2 separate regions of the Mus musculus genome follow, and region 2 is linked to region 1. A link is a contact called in public HiChIP or PLAC-seq data. All regions are on one chromosome and are shown on one strand. The core of a region is the stretch at or near the end of the contact, and the rest is flanking DNA. Distances in the headings are between cores, read along the strand shown.

The links. HiChIP or PLAC-seq counts read pairs in DNA pulled down with a chosen protein or histone mark.
Region 2: a contact with region 1 is called in an HNF4G HiChIP or PLAC-seq map of pancreatic cancer cells. The contact joins the promoter of Lockd here to the enhancer-like site in region 1. A contact is called at or near these places in 1 of 484 Hi-C or Micro-C datasets (granulocyte-monocyte progenitors) and 4 of 115 datasets of contacts at active chromatin or transcription factors (bone marrow-derived macrophages, microglia, pancreatic cancer cells and 1 more).

What each region holds. Positions count from the first base shown.
Region 1 is chr6:134,162,412-134,167,080 of GRCm38.p6, reverse strand. All of the region lies in intron 2 of Etv6 (ets variant 6), which reads right to left. Among named protein-coding and RNA genes, the nearest start is that of Gm52920, 22 kb to the left of the region's middle. Within about 2 kb of position 2,475, at least 21 of the 459 cell types and tissues checked have an H3K27ac peak or open chromatin away from gene starts, as enhancers often do. A contact at or near this core is called in pancreatic cancer cells, where this site is marked.
Region 2 is chr6:134,926,269-134,930,937 of GRCm38.p6, reverse strand. Lockd (lncRNA downstream of Cdkn1b) reads right to left here and starts at 1,846. Exons shown (of 2, transcript NR_037956.1): 1 at 1,653-1,846.

The DNA.
Region 1 (4,669 bases), core at 1,226-3,725:
TACATTCTTTTCTCTCGCCACCTAGCCCCTCTTCTCTTCCAGGTTTCCAAAATGCCTTTCCAGGCTAGAACCCAGGTTGTGGTCTGCTGGCCGGACACAACAGACCAGGAGTTTAAATACTCCTGAGCCTCTGGGGAGCAGCTCTCATTCAAACCACCACAAGAGGGGAAGGACCAGGGAGTTAAGTTTGATTTGGGATGCCAGAGACAGTCATGGCTTGGACAACAAATTAGAATGCATCATCTCTGAGTTCTCTCCTCTTAGACAAATAGCAGAAACGACTAAAGTGGCTCGGTTTTTGTTTATGCTTTGTGATTTTTAAATTTTAAACAAAATGTACATAAACACTTCCAAAGAATTGGATGCTACATGTTAAGAAACCAGACTCATCTTTTTCTTGAAGTGGGTTTTTCCACTGTTCAAGGGTGCAGGAGGGCTAGAAAGCTAATGGAATTGGGTAACTCCCTGGGATTTATATCCAAGGTGTTTATCCTTCTGTTAGGAAGCTGGCGGTCCAAAGGCAAAGATTGCAGCTTAAAAAAATTAGGTAGAACAGGGGAGACAGCTCAGCAGGTACAAGTTCTTGCCTTGTTATAAGCTTGACAACCTGAGTTTGTTTCTGGAGTTTATGCAGACACCTGTAATTCCAGCACTTCCATATAGTAAGATGGGCCAGTGAGCCTGGAACATACAGTTCAGTGGCAGAAACAAGGGAGACTACTTAAAAAACAAGGTAAAAAGTGAGAAGCAACTCCCAAAAGTTGCACACACACACACACACACACACACACACCAAATACATATTTTTTTTAAAAAAATCAGTGCATCTGTCAAACTAAGAAATAACAATTATATATCCATAAATGGATTTTGTAATAGATTAAAATTTATAGACTGATTCATTAACTCAAGAAATACTCATTGAAACATCTGTGCCAGAATGAGAGAAAATGAATTATTCCCAATTAACCCACTTCCTTTGGAGGTATCAGATTATCAAACATATATCCTTGAACACACTATGCAAGCATCATTCCACCTAGCTGTAGTCCCAGCCTAACCCATTTATTTATTTATTTATTTATTTTTGTGGGCTTCTTCATACAGGATTGGGCATCGATGTAAAATCAGAAGAGGCTGAAGGTAGCATACTGGCAATGCTGCCAACGGCAAAATGAATACTACAGCAAACCTTTACTAGAATAAGGTTTGATACTGTATGGAACTTACAGAGTGTGCCCACCTGCTGAGTTACGAAGCACACTAGGCAGGTGACAAAGGAGCGAGCTGAGCTGATCACACCTCAGTGACTTCTCTTGCTATCCTTCACCTCTGTGAAAAACACCTCATACAACGCCCCGAATTGTCCACACCAATCAGATTTTCAATTAAAAACCCTTAGAAATGAATGTTCCCGAGTTCCATGCTGGTCAGGGTATCCTATTAAGTACCAAAGGCTACATCATTCAGTGACTATTTAACAACTTGAGGGGATTTTTCTACATGATGTTAGTTTTCCTTCTGGTTAAAAAAAAAAAAAAAAGGAAAAGAACAGGCAGCCAACTGGTTACATCACTTGCACTATGTCACTTCCATCCTGGAAACGTTTTTTGTCCTGATTCCCCAGGTAGAAAAGTTAAGTGCCCTTCCTTCATCTGGAGGCTATTTTTAGGCTCTTTTTATAATGTGACTTTTTTTTGAGCACTCCATTCAATGATCACTAGCACCCGACCACAGTCCCAGATCACACAGGAGTCCGTCACAAGAGAAAGTCAAAGGAATTTCAACATTTTCGGATGGGAACTTGGCAAGTTCAGTACTTAGTGTTCTGGGGGTGGCTCACCCCTGTCAGGCTCACTCTTCTGTCAAACTAAGAACCCTGGAAACCACAAACTGAAACAGCTGAGCAGTGACAGTGACGGCTTCATGTTAAGGGGGCCCTCATTCACAAAGGCACGGATAACTACCTAGGAGGCATCCTTGCGTTTTCACAAGAGGAAGGTGACACTCGGTGTTCACGTCTGCTGGAAGCCTTGCTCTATGGGAGAACAGAATATTGAATGCAACTCTGAAAGATCCAGGGGCTGGATGAGGAAAGGACAAGAGGCATTTTTCTCTCATTTCACAACAAAAATATGGTTTTGCTGTCTGGGAAATGAAATAACCTCCAACTCCAGCCAGTGAGTTTCAGGATGTTAAGCCACAGTCAGAGGAGAGCTGGCAGAAGGGCTGGCTGGCCAAACCGTCAGTTGTATAAGAAAGTGATGTTTGAAACTCATTTTACATTGGAATCACCCACCTATGGGCTTTATTTATCCTTGAAGAAAGAGCATGGTTTTTATAATGTGCAATACACTAACTATGCACAACTGGGTCAGTTCTAAGTGTTTTGAAATAAATGTGACCTTTTGAGCTCTGTTTGTTTGGTTTTGAGGCAGGGTCGTTCGTACAATTCAGGATGGCCTTACACTCACTACGTAGCTAAAGATTACCTTGAACTCGCGAGCCGCTTGCTTCTAGCTTCCAAACCCGGGATTACATGCCTAGCCAAAGTGAAAAATGAGTTCTCTGGCTCAATACAAGAGTCATGTCTATCTTCATCAGGCATCAAGTAACCAGACAGACTTTGGACGATCAGACCTCCCAAGAAAAAAATGTAGCAGGATATAAATAACAGTTTTTTTTACCCAGTGTTTGAGTCAGATTCTGAGTCACCTACACACACAGGTATGGAGCACTGGGTATCATGGCGGGGGGGTGGGGGGGTGGCGTCCATTGATACCACAGATAGTTAAGATAAACCTTTAGGAAAACTATGATGGAACTAACCGGAACTCAATTTCTGGGGAAAAGACTGCTTCTGGGGAAACTTTAACAGTGACTCATGGCAGATAATGCCATAAGTGAGCACGGGGATGAGCACACTACGATGCCTGGCAGTGTGGGGCGGGGGGGGTTAGGGGGGAGGGCTGACGGTAAATCACTTCACACTGGCAACTGCCACAAGCCAAGCTCCCTAAGTCATCATTCATGCAACCTTGCACCAGTAAGTCAGGCATCCAGGTCTCAATCAAGACTCCATGTGGTGGGAGAGACAGCTCAGCGGTTAAGTGTGAATATTGCCCTTCCAGAGGATCTAAGTTTAATTCCCAGCATCCACATTAGGCAGCTCGCAAAGACCTTTGACTCCAGCTCCAGGGGGATCCTATCCCTTTGGCTTCTTCAGGCATAGGAACATATACATGCATATGTATGTACATGCGCACGCACATACACACATACTACACACATGTGGCATACACATACACATAAATGAAAAAAATCTTAGAGGTTAAAGAACTCTGAAGAAAAGCATTTTCTTTTTCCTTTTCTTTTTTAAATTCTTTGCTAACTCACTTGGCTAACTTACTATGTAGCCTAGGATGGCTTTGAACTTCTGATCCCCCTGCCTCCACGCCTCAGTATTAGAATTAAAGAAGTTGTGCCACTGTGCCTGATTTATGCAGTGCTAGGAATCAACCCCAGGGTGGTCTACATACTAGGCAAGCAGCCCTAACAGCTGCATTATGTCTTCCTGCTGTGCATTTTCTCTTGTAGCTTGAGTGTCCTTATCTGAAAGGCCAGAAGGGTATACATTGTATATATGCATATATATGTGTATAATATATGCACTGGATATACTCACACATACATACACACACATTGACAGAGACAGACAGACAGACAGACAGACAGACAGACAGACAAAGATACCTTGGGAAAGGAACAGGAGTCTAAACACAAAGTTCCCTCATCTCTCACACACCCTGAAGATCTTAGACAGTATTTTTTCATGCGCCTATATGTACACAGTGACCTGTCGCTCCAGGTCAAATATGGAACTCACAATGTCATGGGATTGCTCAAAAAGTTTCAGATTTTTGAGACACTTCAGATTTTCAGGTTAGGAATGTTCAACCTGCATTTGACACAGCTGGCCTGGAGAAGGGACGCCCTGGCTGCCTTCACCCACCTGAAACTACTTCAGAACCATGCGAAATGGGCAGAGCCCTGTGTGGCATTTGGGATGGGGTGCTGTGGTGACCACCCTGGCTCTGGCCCAGTCTCAGCCCTCAGAGAACATGCGGCTCATGGTAAGAGCAGACTGGGACGACAAGGGCATGGGAGGCTCCTGAGGGTGAGTCTTCCCTGAAGCATGGCGGCAGTCAGGGCTCTAAGCTGAGGCCTGTAGAGTGAGGTAGGATTCTGCTGTAGTTATCTTGTTTGTGGAGAAGGGGGAGGCCTCAGCACTGGGAAGAGCAGAGGAAGACAAGGAAACATGTGACTTGTGACAGGTGCAAAGAAATACAAAGGGCTCCTGAGGTGAGAGGTCAGAACAAGCCTGTGCACAGAGGACAGAAGGAGCAGGACTCCTCAGGACAGGGCCTCCGTTCTAAACATTGAGAGGCATGAAGGATGAGGAGGGAATCACAGATCGCATTCTGACAGACTCAATCAAGAACACCCTACTATGTACAGACAGGGATCGCAACAGACCACTACTCAGGCCTAATAAAAACCATGTGTTCGAGTGAGAAAAATACCACACTCAGCCCTCTCACCTAGAGATAACAACTAGGCCCCTGTAGTGCCTTCACTCATTTTTATGGATTAAAAAAAAAAAAAAAGG
Region 2 (4,669 bases), core at 597-3,096, 760 kb before region 1:
CATGGGGTGTACCTATGTGGAGGCGGGGGTCCTCACTGGCATCTCTTATGGCCCTCCATTTTTTTAGCTAGAATGGCTGGCCACTAGAACCCAGGAATCTACTTTTTCTCTCTCCACTCACCAGCCCTGGGATTAAAAACGTGCACTGCCATTGCTGGCTTTTTATATAAGTTCCGGGAATCCAAACCCGGGTCGTCATGCTCACACGGAAAACACTTAACCTCCCCCTCCCCACCCCCAAGACCTAGATGTCCATAGATTTCTATTTAGCTGTTCCAGAGCCTAAATGTAAAGGCTTCACTTTAGTATGAAAAGTTAGGGTGGATACAGTAGCACGTGCCTACAGTCCCATCTGGTTAAGAGATTACGTCAGACACATCAAGTTCAAGACCAGCAAGAAGTAGAGGGAGGGAGAAAGAGGGAGGGGAGCCATTATTAGTAGTAATGCATTTATTTTTGACCTGGGACTCATAGAGATCCATCTGCCTCTGCCTCACGAGTACTGGGATTAAAGCTGTACACCACCATGTCCAGTGGGGTTTTATTTATGACCTCCTTTGTTTGTACGCTTGTTGGTATATTCGAGGTAGGGAGGGTTATATGCAGCCCAGGCTGACTGCAAAGTCTCTCAGTATCCTAAGCAGGCCTTGAACTCCTGATCCTCCTGCCTCCAGCTCCCAAGTGCTCAGATTACAGGTGTGCTCCACCATGCCAAGCCCAAGTTTCCAAGCCTGTTTTCACAGTCACGTGCTATCTGAATCTTTATCTATGACACCCCTGTCCGGGGACCATCCAAATCCCTGCTTGGCTCACACTCAAGATGAAGACCTGTTTCTGAGACTAGCTTCCTCCTTCCAGGGATGTGGTTTTCCTCATGGACTGCTCATTCTGATCGGATGTGTCCTCTGAAAGGCAGAGGTAAGCACTGAGCCTCTAACAGAGTCCATGAATACAGCCTGGAGAGCAGCTCAAACATGTTGGTTTATGGACGGGGTCAAGGAGCTTAGTGGACTGGGAGAGGTAAGGTCAGAACTAGACAGCTAAAAAACTAAGAACATGGCATACTGGTTCAGGGGCCAATGGAGGCTAAGGCTGGGCTTCTGGCTAAAACAGACTGAAAGGAGATATCAGGAGAAATTATTTTAAGGAAAGAAAAAGGGAAGAAAAAAAAAAGGCAAAGGCAAAGAAAGGTATACATATGAGATGTCCCTGATAAAGAGAAAGACTGATCTAGGACTACTGTTTAATTATTATGACGTTTTAAAAGCTTCACTGCAAAGAAAAACATAGTTGGATCCTAATTAATAAAAGCCATCACTTGTATTAGACCTGTTCTACTAATTGAATCCTCCTAGATCTTAACAAACTCTTTCCAATGAGTTTCCTGACCCAGAAATCAAAAGGGGACTTTATGTCCCCTTCTCATCCTCACAAGGGGGGGTGGGGAACCAAACCTGGAAAACAGACAGGTTCCCCCCCCCCTTTAAGGTTAAAAAGGAAGAAAATGACACCGACTGCCTTTGTCCTGATGGATTTTGACACTCTAACCCCAGAAATAACACCTCTTTTGCTCTATATAGAGTCTATAGCCACACCTTGTATTTGGTTGGTTTATTCCTATGACGGGTAATATTCATTTCTAGGATAACTACCCGCTCCCGCCCTCCCCAAGTCTACCTTTCCAAGACAGGGGAAGGTGCGTCCTCGTCGAACTCCCGCCTGTACCTTCCTAGTACCTCTGGCCAGCAGCCTGTGTGCCCGTGCTCCCTGGACATCCGTGAATGTTTGATGCTACATCTCTACCCAAACTGAAGCTTCCCGCCTGCATTCTGTCAACGGCACTTGCGGGCGGGGCGGGGGGGGGGCAACTTTTGGAACAGAAAGCTCCACCCATCCTACTCCCTACTACCTGCAATCAAACCAGCTAAAACACCCCACCTCAGACTCCCCAACTAAGTCTCATCACATGATCTACCGTACGGTAATTTTTTTTTTTTAACAAGAAAACAAGCATCCAAAAAAAAAAAAAAAAAAATTCAAACTGCAGGCGCGAGCCAATGGGGAAGCAGGGGAAGGTGGGCGGGGGAAGCGCGGCGGGCTGGGCGGGGACCCGCGGACCTGTGGACCGAAGGATTCGTAAAACGCAGCAGGCGCACGGTTTAGGCTTTTTTTTTTTTTCTTCCAAAACTCAGTTAAGCGCGAGGCTCCGCCTGCAGCTGCAGCCTCGCAGATCCACCTTAAATCTTCAGTGGACTCGGTGCAGGGGTCAGTGGGCGCAGCCAATGCCAATCAAGTTTACAACCACCAGCTCGGGACGAGGGAGGGGGGGTTTGGGGAAGGCCAGAGGGAGAAACTTCAACTTCTCGCTTTATATGCACACATCACACACGCGCACACGCAAACACACGTACGCACGCACATGCACACGCACACAAAGGGAAGGAGGGGGCCAGAGACCGGCGCTCCGCCGCCAAGTAACAAGTTTGCAAACGCTTCTAAGCTCGCTGGCCGCGGCCTGGACGCGCTTCCCGCGTCCCGACCCGAGCGCCATGATGGTGGCTGCGGTTCTCAGTCCGGGTTCTGGAGGGGGAGCCGCAAATGATGCAATCCCCCGGCCGGCGCCCGAACCGCGCGCCCTTCTCCCGGCCTTTTTCTTAACGTTCCTTTTAGAGGCGCGTCGAGGTTTCGCGCCCAAAGCATGGATAAGGGGTTTTTCTTTTGTTTTATTTTTTAAGATTTCCTAATTTCTGGTTCCTACCTCTGCTGAGTCCTTATGCATGATAAGTCTGTGACTTGGATGGAGGCCCGAGGGACTTGAGACTTGAGTGTACGTGGAAATAAGTGCACTTTCGGTTCTCCGGGATCCGCCTGTGGCTGACCCCACCCTATTACAACCCCACGCGAGTGAAATCAGGGAGACGACCCCATAGGTTTCTAAGTAGGATCCATGGCCTTTTTACCCCTCAGTGTCGTTTGCAAGGTTTCTTTTTTGCTTTAATTTTATTATTTTTTAAAGCCAGGAAAGGGGGGGGCAGGAGTAGGGTGTGGCTCAGGTGAAAGATGGCAAATGAAAAAGAATCCATGCTCTGAAAAACAGATCAGGGATCCTAAGTGGACTTCTAAACAAAACACCTTTTAGTTCAAAGCGCTAGACGAGCAATCGTGTTTTCTGGTGATGATGGTGTAATGGCGAAGGCAATTCTCTGGCTCCCAGGAAAGGTCGCTCAGTGCAGCCAGGGTGGTGGGCACACAGTGGCTTGAAAGGCCGACTGCTTGCTCCCTCCCACTAGTGAATGTCCATAGTCCCCCAATCTAACCCATCACAGCCCCCTCCCCAAATCCTTATTTCCCCCAGTTCTTCCTTGCCCAGGTCTGCGGTTCTGGACAGCCAAGGATGCAAAGGTGGGGGGCACTTTGCAAGCAGGGTGAAGGGCAGGGCTGATCACCGAAAGCGGCAGTGGTTCTCCACAGTTAGGCGCGCATTGGTGACGGTCGCTTAGCCGCCAGCGAGCCGGGAAGGCTTTCGAAATCCGCGGGGCTGCGGATCATTGGAGCCCTGCGGTAGGGGTGGGAGCGGGCTGCTGCCCTGGAGGGTCCACGAACTCCGGGAAATTGGTCCCTTCGGGCAAGTCCCCCAGAACTCAGTGAGCGGCGGGGTGTCCTCTGGGAAGGGTCGTGGGCCTTCCATAGTGATTTTCTTCGTCTGGAGGATCGATGGTGAGGAAGAAAGGTTTCTAAGAAGTAACCCAGCCCGGCTGCGCGGATAGAGGCGCGGCCGCTTTTTTGCGGCCTGCGGGCGCCCGGGGCGCGGGAACTGCGCGCAGCCACCCTGGCAGTGCGGGACTTGCAAGTAGCCGGCGACATTAAAGACTTTTGGTCTTGAGGCGCCAGCCAGCCCGACCAGCAGTTGCCACAGTGAGCGGGCGGGATCGGGGCTGCGGGACAGTTGGGGAGACTACCGGGCCGTGACCAGGGTAGTGGGGTAGCGGGTAGCTGACGCCGGCGGCCGCAAACCCGCAAAGGGACGTTCGCGGCGGGCGCAGGAGTCCAGGTTCCGGGAAAAGGACCATTTGAACCACCAGATTGTATGTGGAGGCTTGACACAGGCGTTCGGAGGATGGAGGGCACAGTGACTTGGGCGGGGGGGATGCGTTCCTGTGGACGTGCCTGGCGCAGAGAGCATCCACCTCTTCCCGGTCCACCATTCCTAAAATGCAATCTCTCAAAATTCGTATTAAAAAAAAAAAAGCTATGAAAGGAAAATGAGGTTTGTGCAGTAACAGAGGTGTTTTCCCAACTTGGATTGACTTTCTGACTCTTGGTCCTCCTGCAAGCCGCCCTTTATATTATGTTTTAAACAGAACCACAAAAACACCTTTAGTCTTTAATTAAAATAATACCTACTTGAAGGACTTGGCCCAGCGACCAAAAGATCCATTTTCCCATCCCGCACAGGAAGAAAAACCAACTTTTGCTTTATTTTAAAAAAAGAAAGAAAACAAAAGAACAAATAAAAACCCTAGTAAAAAATGCTAGAACTACCTTGTTTATAATCCCCTTTGGGTATGGTGATATAAATGGTAGTATTTCAATGAATAATTTAAACCCAAATTTGGATTTTTCACAATTTACCCATAAAAATTTCTTATAATTTACTTTCTACCTTAAC